Linked DNA regions of Triticum aestivum: region 2 is linked to region 1. The links are chromatin contacts, called in public Hi-C maps. All regions are on one chromosome and are shown on one strand. Each heading gives the region's core, a stretch centred on a gene start, on an enhancer-like site or on the middle of the called end of the contact. The rest is flanking DNA. Distances are from core to core; before and after follow the strand shown.

Region 1 (5,921 bases), core at 891-3,390:
CAAGAGTAGGCCTACCTCGAGCAATGGCGGCAGCAAAGGCTGGCTGAGGAGCGTCACGAGGGCGAGTACCTCGAGCAGCTGGAGCGCTGCGCGTAGGAGGAGCGCCTTGCCCACGGTGGGCCAACCTAGCTGGCGGTGGTACAACCTGCGGCGGACGACGTCGCTCGAGCCTGGTCGACGGCGTTCCCTTGGGCTGGCTCGGCGCCAACGCTCATCGACCTCACCGACCCCGACGACGACGACGAGGACGCTAAGGGCAGCGCGCCTCCTAGTATTTTGTAGTTTTATTTAATGTTTTAGTTAATGTAAACGTGGACTCGTGGACTCTCACCGTCCTTCGTAGCCGACATTAATGTTTAATTAACTTTTTTATTTTTCAAAATGTTTGCGGGAATGTTTTTTCTGTGCGACCTAAAAATGGGTCGGACCAGCGTTGGGCGCAAGCACCAACCCAGATGCGAAAGCGGACATGGGTGTCGACCGGGCCGTCCCAAATGAATAAAAAATGGACAAAACCGCCGTTCGTTTGGGTCGGCGCGTTGGAGTTGCTCTCAAATACATAGTTTCTAAAAATTTATGCAAGAGGGAGGATCACGTTAAAACCCACCACATGTGGTGTGATTTTGAAACTAGCTCTTCCATCCACCCCTCCAACTCTCTTTCTACTCGGGAGAAGAGAAGATAGAAAGACGTGTGACAGCCAGGAAGCACGGTGGTGGTGCCATGCCCTAGAGGAAACGTAAAGAAGGTGAGCAGCAGCAGCAGCAGCAGTAGGCGAGCAAGCACTCGTGGCGTAAAGTTGTGGCGTCGAAAGGCAGGCAAACACATCCTACGAACACTAAAAAACACATTTGTCAGCTTAATTGGTGCTGTTGATCCTACCCGTAGCTGTTTACATTAGGTGATGCATGGCTTTACACGGTTTTTCTGAACCGATAATCTTTCTGATGACCATATCATTGCTAACCATGTGCTTTTCTCTCCTCCTTTTTCCACCGTGACACGGCCTACGGAAGAGGGGTGAGAGACATTTGACATGGATGCTGCTTAAAAGAAAAGATGCCAGGAGCACAGCACAGTAGTAGTAATGTGGGCGGGGCGGACAGAGAAGATAGGGGCCATTTTGGTTTCTTGTCCTTGGACTGTTTAAGCCATTGACTATGGAACCGTACGGGTAAATGTCTGAAAGGTCGTCGCAGCCATTAAGGCTCGCAGTCTCACTCCCCATCTTGCACTGTTGCACCATTCAAACGACATGATCGGCGCCACCAAGGAAATCATACATGGTGGTGAGAAAAATAACTGAAGAAGTTTATTCTTTAACTGAAGAAGTTTAGCCAACATTCGATTTTCGTTTGAGAATTTCACCTGAGTGTGATTGCTTGTTGATACATCAATCTTTTTTTTTCTTTATCAAAGGGCCATCTCCCTGGTTCCTGCTTTATCCCTTACTATTACTCAAAGAGAAATGCCCACTTTATGGACCAATCATCCATTGATTGGAGAAGAATCTTCCTTTTCCAACCGATGACGCGTTCATTTCTGCCCAGCATGCATGATGCATGCATGAGACGGAGTCAAGCGAGCAATTAGTAGAGGCCCAGGGAAGCAAAGACCATTGCTTGGATGAAACAGCAAAAGCGAGGGCGAGCATGCAGGGAGGGGCAAAGGTTTTTGCAACTATAGTACTAGCAGTAGTACAGTGCTGCACGTCCTGCGTGGCCTGAAGGTGTTGAACTCAACTCACATCGCGCCCCACACATCGCCCGATGCTCGGCAACCCACGGGCCACGAGCACGCAAAGCCGCAGCCACAGCAGCAGCAGCAGCAGTCAATGCGTGCATGCATACACACGCCAGGGTTAGCAGTATTTTAATCAGCTAGTTCTGCTGCTCCTACGCCTACCAGCTCCGATGGTGCAGTGTCAGGGCAATGGTGTCTTGCCTCCATTTTCAAACTTTCAAAGCCACTTTACCCACAGGGCCACAAATGGCAGCGGCCTCCGTGGAAAAACGAAAACGAAAGAGAAAAAAACAACCCCACGCATCCCATCAGTGGCACGCGCAAGTCCAAAGGTAGGGCCCAAGTACGCACAGGATCAGAGCAATACTCATGGGATTACCGGACCATCACCGTTCCATTCGCCAACCCAAGTTTGACCCGGATTTCCCTCCCCTTCCACAGTACACGCACGCAGGATGATGCGTCGTTCTCAGTGGCGACGACGAAATGTCAACCGGTTTCTCGCCGGTTTCCGCTCCTTTTCTCCACCCCAGACCCAGAACATCGTCGGCCGTGATGCCCGCATGGTCGCACTTGACGGCTGCCATGGCATCTCGCGTCACGAATCACGACGTGCTAAACTAACCGCTGCAGGACGCACAGCGAGCAGACTGCCTGCCTGCCTGCCCCGGCGTGGTGGGCTAAATGGGTAGATTAATGGAGGAGGGGACGTGCCAGTGGCCAGTGGGGCGGTCAGTACCGGACTTATTACCGGGAACAGGGTAGGCGAGCTCACAGACAGTCACAGTGCCCGGTTACGCCCCCAAAGCTGCGGCCGCGTGTTTTCCCTTGTTCCCTTCCCGCGAGCACAGTATCTGTAGCCAAATGTAGACCAATAGGAGTGTGTGCTTTCAGCTCAGCCGTAATCTTTTCTTTTGCGTGCAAACACCTCCACTCCACAGACTCCATTATTTACTTACGTTACCCCCAGCAGCACGCCGCGGCAGATAGATACGGAACGGAGCGGAGCATGTATCCCCAAACCGTGCATTGATGCATCCCGTAGTGCAGTACTAGTAGGGAGTACGTGCCTACTGTACCTGGGTACGATAAATCGCATCACGGGTGTTGGGCCGTGTGGCGCAGCGATCGCGATCACGCCAACCATCGAGGACGTCGCAACTTGCGGCGAGACGCGACGCGAGGCTCGCGATCGCGTCGGCACGGCGGCACTCTCGTACACCCCACACGCCACCAGCGAGCACGCCGCGCGCTGCCGAAAGGTCAAAGCCACGCCCTGCGCCAGCCGCCAGCGGCACACGGCGCGCCCTCTTTTGCCCCACGCACGCCACCATTTCCGCTCGCCTTGCCATGCGCGCGCCCGCCACCGCCTGGCTGGCCGTGCCGTGCCGTGCGCGCCCGGCTCGGGAATGGCATCCCCCGCACCTTTTCCCCTCGCCGCCCGCGTCGGTAGCTCCGGCACCTTTCGGCTCCCGCGGCCGACCACGACAGCATCACCCGCCCGACGTAACCACCAAAGTACTTGCAGATAGTTGAGTATTGACCTCCGAGATTTCCTTGTCATCCTAGTACACTAGTGAATCTCTTGCTGCCGGTGACATCGATCGTGGCCCGCGCGTGGCATCGGGCACGGGCGTGCCCTGATGCGTATCACCATGACGGAACAGCAGCGTCCGGTAATCGTGCTGCAGTACTACCAGCATTATTATCTCACTTGCCGTTCAGCCCTCCACGGCACGGGCTCTGCCACGACGACGGAAGCACTCCGGGAACCGGCGTGGCCAGCAAATTCAAACATGACATGACACCGGAAAGACCGCGGAAGCATTCATTCATCCATAAAAACCAGTCAAAACGGGCAATGCTAGCAGTACCTGTCTAATCTCCGTCCGTCCGGTAATCAATACGGTGATCGTCCGTCGTGCAAGCATCCAAGGCATGCACGGTATGGGCGGGAGCAACTTTCACCCTCTTTTTCCTCTGACAAATCCCGCATTGCGAGTCTCCTGGCGCAAGCAATGGCACATGGGCCTACATCACGTAGCCTAATTAACTCACCTGTCGCAAAATTTAGCCACCCCACGCACGTAGCTGAAACTCCGTATGCACTGAAGCAGGCGTACCGCGTACTACGTGCGTACGGCCGGCCTTAAGCACGGCGTGCGAACGTACCAATAGTGGCGTGGCGGTGACTAGTGAGGAAAATGAGAAGATCAGAGTGATGCGGCTACAGAAGCATGTGATGTGCCATGGCCTTGAGAGACTTATCGTGTCATTACAACAGGATCGATCGATCAGAGATGAGATGGCTATGGGCAAAGCGTACCTGTAAATTAAGGATGCTCGTCGATCAGCAACGCCTTTGTACCTGTGATCACATGCCGTGCCCACGTGAATGTGTTCGATTCTCATAAGAAAATTAGTTTCACCGCGTCTTTCTTTTTGTTTCATTCATCCTTTTTTACGAGATAATGTTTTTCTCTTATTCTTCTTCCATGTTGCGGCATAACCAACGAGGTGACGCCCGATGTTTTATCTAGACCGATGGAAAGCAAAAGTAGACCTGTGCTCATACTACTACTACTACTACTACTAGTAGACTGCCCGTACTTTGCCACGGGCCAACAAATGAATGCACGTGCGTTGCCACATGTATAAGTTACAATGTATTTTATTCATGTAAATATTACCATAGTGATATGGTAAATGTTACAAATGATGTTTGATCAAGCAGGAGCTGGAGCTGCCGAGCTAGAGATGCAGGCTCGCCCTGCAGCGCGCGCAGGAACTGCGAACTGGAGGTCCTATTCATCTTAACATATGTCGAGCAGACACCTCATTGCCCAAGAGAGAGCCTTATTGGTGGTGTATTTGTATTAATAAATCAGCAATGCATTTATTTTAATTTTTAGGAAATTGTTTTTGTATGGAACTGCCCCGGCATGCATTCAGTAATTCACCACCATGCGAAATGTCAGATTCCAATACCAGGTGACCACGAAATATTTACAACATATGAAATATTGTCTTGAAGGACAACATGAAGAAAATCAGCTTACACTGGTTCTGCTTTAACATGTAGTCCATTCCATAAAAAAGCTCACTCCAATAATACAGACCACATCGTCAATCAGATGTTCTATAATAATTAAAATAATTGCATTGGTAAACAAAAAAAAACGTAACTTTTACAGTTTAACGGCAACTCAGTGTGATGGCATCACTGACAATTAACTCAACAATCGAATATCCTTGGAAAAAACATCAAGAAATAGACCAATAATGGTGAAACTCACTTATGTACCATCATATACACAAACACATAAGAATTTGGGAAACAGTTGGTTTCAGTCTCATGGAAAGGTATCTGAGGGTTCACATAATATGAGAGAATACTATACTGCTCATGCAATACATTCTGTCAAAGATCGATGACTCTGATGGTACAACATGGACCAGCTGCACTGCTAAAAAACGCGGAATTAACAAGGCGAAAGAATTTTGCCAGGGACTTACCACGTTCCTCCAACTGATCAAATCTTAAACTACAGAGAAGGTTCGCTGATCCAATCACCTGCAGCAGGGAAGTTACACGATGAGGGAGTTAATGATTCGTTAGTTGCGGCAGCTATGACCGTATCAGAAAACCTCTAAAGCAATATGCAACAGTTTCATTCAAGACAATACAATCGGCCTCTAAGTACCGTTAAAATGGTAAACCAATTTGAAACTCACAACCAAAACTATATAGTTTCAGGAAGATCTCACATTCAGAAGGGTGTATCTTTCACTATACTCAGCGAAAAATTGAGAATAAATTATCCATGGAAATCTCAAACCAAATACTGAAAATACATCCATAGCCCCATGGACAGATTCAGCCTTGAAGTTACTTTAAACCGCCCGCAAAATAGGAAGTCATGACTGAAACTACAGTCTGACGAAAACTAATAGTAATTTCAGATAGGCATATCTCCTAGAATACCTGAAGAAAAATTGGAAATAAACATTCGTTGGAAAGGTCTTGAAAAGATATACAACTTTTATTTTAATGGTTCGGTCATATTTGACACCTAAAACCCTCAAAACGCAATCGGTAAGTTACTGCACGCACTGCAAACAGAGTTGTGCAAAACAGACTTGCGAAAACAAACAGCAGGGAAGGAAGGATTACTTCA
Region 2 (5,271 bases), core at 420-2,919, 170 kb before region 1:
AGCATGTCAGATGCTGTTCACCTCTTCACCAGCAATTCAAGTGTGACCTACATACAAGTGTTGAAAACGCATTAGAAATTTTGGAACAGAAAATTCTTCTGAAATCTCAACATCCCTAGAGGGAAAAAAAAGAGAGGAAGTAGCAGACTCTCAGATGGTGGAATGCTGAATGCTGCTACTCCATTAAGGTTTGGCACAACAACAAAAAAGACGATCCCTATCAAAACACCGCGAATCCAGTCCTCTTTGCGGCCTAATCTATGACAGATAGCAGATATCTACACACATTCAGAAAAAAAAAGGTGCGCTTCTGGGAGTAGCCACACCCATAACCCCATTGCTATCTGGAAGTAAATGCACCCATCCTGGACTGAGATATCCAGCGATTCATCCGTGAGCGCATTAACCGTACGCCGAAGCGATCTTGGCGTGAGCCGCATTTGGTGAGGCGTGTGTGCGGATACAGTACACCAAACTTGATGGCGAGTTTGGCCTCTGCTCTGCTCTGCTGCTGTAAGCAAAGGTGGCCACTGGCTGCTGCGCTGATGCATGCATTATTATTTTCCGGCTGGAAGCAAGCAAAAGGTGATGCGCGCATTTTTTTAATAATTAATTCAATAAAATTAATGAATTAAAAGGGAGAAAAACACGGTGATTCCCACATTGCTTGCATGCGGCCTCAACAGACGGACGGGCTGCATGCAGACGATGGGGCTGGGGCCCACGGGTTGTGCCTGGGAGCAAGGCTTAAAAAATGGCCTCTTTTCTCGCGCATTTATTTCCCTTCGCTTTCGGTTTTGCGAAAGGATGCGGTAAAACCAGCGAAAAGTAAAGGAAAGGTAGCCATCCATGGATGGATTCGAGGAGCGGATCGGTTCTCCCGTCACGAAATCGAACGACCAGCGACGGGGGAAGCGATTTTGACCCAGCCGAGCAGCCCAGAACGGCCAGGAAATCTCTGCCTCGCGCACCCAAGAATGGGAGGAGAAATCATCATGAGGATGAAGAACTCTGTTCTACTAGTAAGGAAAACCGTGAATGTTTTGCCATGGCATAAGGCGTGCTCGACGAAGGAAACACGCGGCTGGATGGGCCATGAGGAATCATCAACAGGGAAAAAGAGACCATGTTTTGAAAGAACCAAGAACTCGAACGGGAGCGAAATGAACGAGCAGATTGAAAGAAAACAAGAAGCGAATAATAATAATAAACAGGGAGATGGAACAAAAACAAACCGAGAAGATTTTCAACGCCTCGCGAGAAGCACAATCCAAGCGGAGATCAAACTCGTTCGCATCCACCGTCTTGATTCCTGCCGATCCTCTGGAGCGAGGAGAGGGAGGAAGAATCGGCCCAGGAAACGGAGGAAGAACCAATCAATCCCTTCCCTGGAGGAAGATGGGCGGAGAGGGAGGGACGGAATTCGGAGAGATCGATGCGGGTGGAGAGGAGAGGAGCGGGGAGAGAATGGGTGGAGGAAAATCTGGCAAAGACCAGGAGAGGAGAGGGAGAAAGACGGGGGGAGGTTGGAGGGTGGTGATGAGAGGAGAGGAAGGATGGATGTATGTATGTAATGGAACGGGGGGAAGGGAGAGGGAGAGAGAGAAGTTTGGCCGAATTCGGATTTATTTATCTCTCTGCCTCACGCCGCACACTCTCTCTCGCTCTCGCTTTGGTCTTTGAGGGTATCTCGATCCTCCCCCACTAAAACATCTTTATAAATAAATGCTCTCCTGGAATTTTAATTGCTACTGCTGTAATGGAGTACGCCTCCTCCGAAAACGGCCAGAGATTAGCGTGGCCCGTCTATCTTTGCGTTTTCGGCCGCTTTTGGGCCTTTGGACTTTCGAGCAGCCCCCTCCCCCTTTCTTTGCATGCTCCCCCATCTCTTTCCACCCTTCTTTGCTCCTGCGTTGGACGGATATCCCTACCTATATCTCTTTCCTTTTGCTTATTAATGTACTCCCTCTGTAAACTAATATAAAAGCGTTTAGATCACTAACGCTCTTATATTAGTTTACAGAGGGAGTACGTATGTATATATCTATCTTTCCACCCTTTCTTTTCTTTTGCTTATGTATATCTATCTTGGGCATTTAATACTTCAAATCTGTAATCCAAGTGCCACGGGATATGCTGGGTTGTGTTCCGGAAGGCCCCCACAGAACACATGTCAGTACTACTACTACTATACATCATTTAAAAAAACAGGGGAGTGAAGGCCGGATGAGTAAATTTCTCTCTGGTCAGGGTTCGCCATTATTACATCATGCCATTTTTTCAAGGGGAGGGGGGGAGCCGCCGCCCCCGGAGCAAGACCCGTTTTGTGTCCGTAAACGAGGTTTGACCGCATCGACGCCTCTGCATCTGCATGAACGACGGCCTCCTCAGTTCATAAAAATCGCGCGGCCACGGCCACGCCCTTGGCATGCACGATGGCAGGAAAAAAGGCCATGCCGCCGAGTGACCGCAGCGCCACGTTTCGGCTCCTCCGCGTGGCTGCTTTCCTGCTCACCACCGGAGCATCTATCTAATCTAAACAAGAAGCCCACTAGATTTTTTGCATTTGCACAAGTCGCAAAGCGAAGGAAATGGTATTCTATCCTCGCGATCCTCTCGTCAGCGTCCCACGCACTCCCCTCATCCACAGCGCGCGCACGTCGTCGCCGCCGTCAGCGCCGCTGGAGCTAGCGCCGCCCGGGTCAAAAAGCCGGCGCGTGCGCCCCGTGGATCAGCGGCGCGCTCGCGTCCGTCCGTCTATCCCGACGATGTCATCGTGGATGCCGCACCGCCGCAGTTGACGCGCGAGCTCGGCCCGAGGATCACCGGTGCCATCACCCATCAGGATAAGCAAACGGCGCGGCCTGGTGCTTTCTCTGGCGGGGCTCGCTGGCGCCATGTGGCCGTGGTGGTGGTGGTGGTGGCGGTGGTGCCGGGAATATACGGCGGGAATTCGTCCGGCCGTCGCTTTTCTTTGCTTTGCCCCCTTATCTTGCGTACCTTGGTCTGGTTTCTCCATTTGGGTTGGATTCCCTGCGCTTTGGTGCCCCTGCTCTCCGCCTGCTTTGGGCTAAATTACGTAAAGAACCACTGTCGCGGTGGGGCCCGGCCCGGAGATCCCCGGCTTGTCTTTATGGCTGGCTGTTGCGCTTGCTGCTGGTAATTTGTCCTCTGGGCTATGGATGAGAGTGAAATGGAGGAATAAAGAAAGGCCAAGGATCAGTATCTGCTCACAAGGCCGAAGGAAAGGACTGGCTGAATCGGAATATAATTTGCCGGAAACAAAAGAGTGGCTCACAAGGCAGGCAGCATATGCGTGGGTTATTCTCGCGTACTGCCATTTATCCAGGCGTATAAAAAAGGACCTTCGTTTCACACATGAAGATGATTTCTGTTCACTAGTAAATTTAAAAGAAAACATATTTGAGGCTGTAGTTCAACATAGGACGCCGCCGGTGCACATCTGACGTTACTGCAATGCAAATCATCTCCGTGTGGACTGGATCACTAGCCATCCCTCGGCCCGGGCCTGGGTTCGCAAGGCCCGTCTCGAGCGTCGGACCTAAAAATCAGGTCGGGCCAGGTCGGGTCGGGCTTTTTAGGGCGCCTGGGCCTGGGTTCGCAAGGCCCGGCTCGGGCGTCAGACCTAAAAATCAGGACGGGCCGGGTCGGGCTTTTTAGGGCCGGGTTGGGTCGAGCCGACCGGGCCGGGCTGCCCATGGCTAGGTCTAATCACTAGTGCTAGAGTGTCCTAGACTGTAGCTTGTTATTTCACGAGGGCAAATTTGCGGATAAAATGTTCAACTTCTTTAAAAAGTGGCAGGATTCATGTCTTCATTAATTAAGAAGAAAAGAGATGCTCAATTAAATAGAAAAATCGGGCGAAAACCAGATTGCTCAGTTATTTATGTAAAACCGGGCAAAACCATCACAACCGCTAAGCGGCACACCACTCCAAGAAGGGCATCACTAAGACAGCACACACACGTTATCATCCTCACACCTTCCGTAGAGGCGTTATCGTCATCTCTAAACCCTGAGCCAATGACTCAGACTTCGTCGTAGGCAATCATTGACTCAACCCACAATGAAGAGGTTGTGTGAAATCGTATGAAGATCCGTGCCAAACTGAGGCACCAATGACCAGACAGAGCAACTCCGACTCTAACGGAGAGCTACGAAGGACGAAACCCAGCATGGTTGGTGCCAGGGAAGATCGCCGAACGGGCCACCTGCAGCTAGTCATCGTACACCATAGGGCCGCCGCCATAGCTTCAACTTCACAGCAACAAACAAACCGAGGCAACCCCACGGACACGCCGAAGAAGAGCTGACTACCTCAACCACTGTCGCATCGCCGACATCGCTCCCACCATCATGGTTGCCACAGAAACCTAGACGCCACAGCCACCGCCATGCACCAGTACCGCTCGACGATGCCGAGCTCCGAAGATGAATCCCCTAAGAGGGAATACGACACTGAGGCGTTGCCATTGTCTGATCATATATCAAGGATTTCACCCCGAGAGGTCGGATGGCCGGATCCACGTGAGAGGGGTGCGACAACAAAGCAACGATGCCTCCAAGAAGGTCAGCAACGACCGCAACTGCCACCATCGCTGGTCACGGCACAAGGCCACGCAGTATTTTCACCCAAGCTCCCACACCACCTGAGTTGCACATCTTCCCGCAATGGCGCCGGCAAGGCCACCAACCCACCACCACCATCGGAGCTGCCCATCGACGAAGAAGAAGCACCCAGATCCGTCGCAACCAACCGCACCTCGTTGAGGCCACCGGCGGCTAACCTCCAGAATGACGCGCCAGATCCATCAACAACCATCAGGACAGAGCACGAGCCGCCATGCCCAGTCGAACACCATGCCGACAAGGAACTGAGGAGCGTTGCTCGAAGCCAAGAACCACCATGGTTCCAAACCACAGGCCAACATCGGAAGCACCAATGCGCCCCATGCGTGCCATCGCAGCCGCCGGAGACCGGATCTGCAACACCCGCTATCGGAAGCGCCCTTCCTCGCCATTCCATCCCCCGACCCGCCACTGCTGCAAATTGGGCCTAAGACGACACATGTATCACACACCATTCTACGGAACAATGCGCATGCATCGCAAAACGGTAATGAAATATACTCACGTGCGCGACGGGCCATCCATCGAGCTTGATGTTTGTATGTAGATCATGTGTGATACGGGCACAAGGTAAACTATAGTTAGGCATCAGTGATATGTAGTTGTAACGCGCAAAATTGA

Evidence for each region. A called contact is a pair of places that touch in the nucleus more often than the background predicts.
Region 2: a contact with region 1 is called in a Hi-C map of leaf, with 4 times the contacts expected there. The contact joins the promoter of LOC123047118 here to the enhancer-like site in region 1. A contact is called at or near these places in 3 of 5 Hi-C or Micro-C datasets (leaf and an unstated tissue) and 1 of 1 datasets of contacts at active chromatin or transcription factors (leaf).

Annotation. Positions count from the first base shown.
Region 1 is chr2B:746,843,915-746,849,835 of IWGSC CS RefSeq v2.1, reverse strand. No RefSeq gene overlaps it. Among protein-coding and RNA genes, the nearest start is that of LOC123047116, 20 kb to the right of the region's middle. Within about 2 kb of position 2,140, at least 4 of the 8 cell types and tissues checked have an H3K27ac peak or open chromatin away from gene starts, as enhancers often do. A contact at or near this core is called in leaf, where this site is marked.
Region 2 is chr2B:747,013,939-747,019,209 of IWGSC CS RefSeq v2.1, reverse strand. LOC123047118 (probable E3 ubiquitin-protein ligase HIP1) reads right to left here and starts at 1,669. Exons shown (of 7, transcript XM_044470607.1): 1 at 1,236-1,669; 2 at 1-47.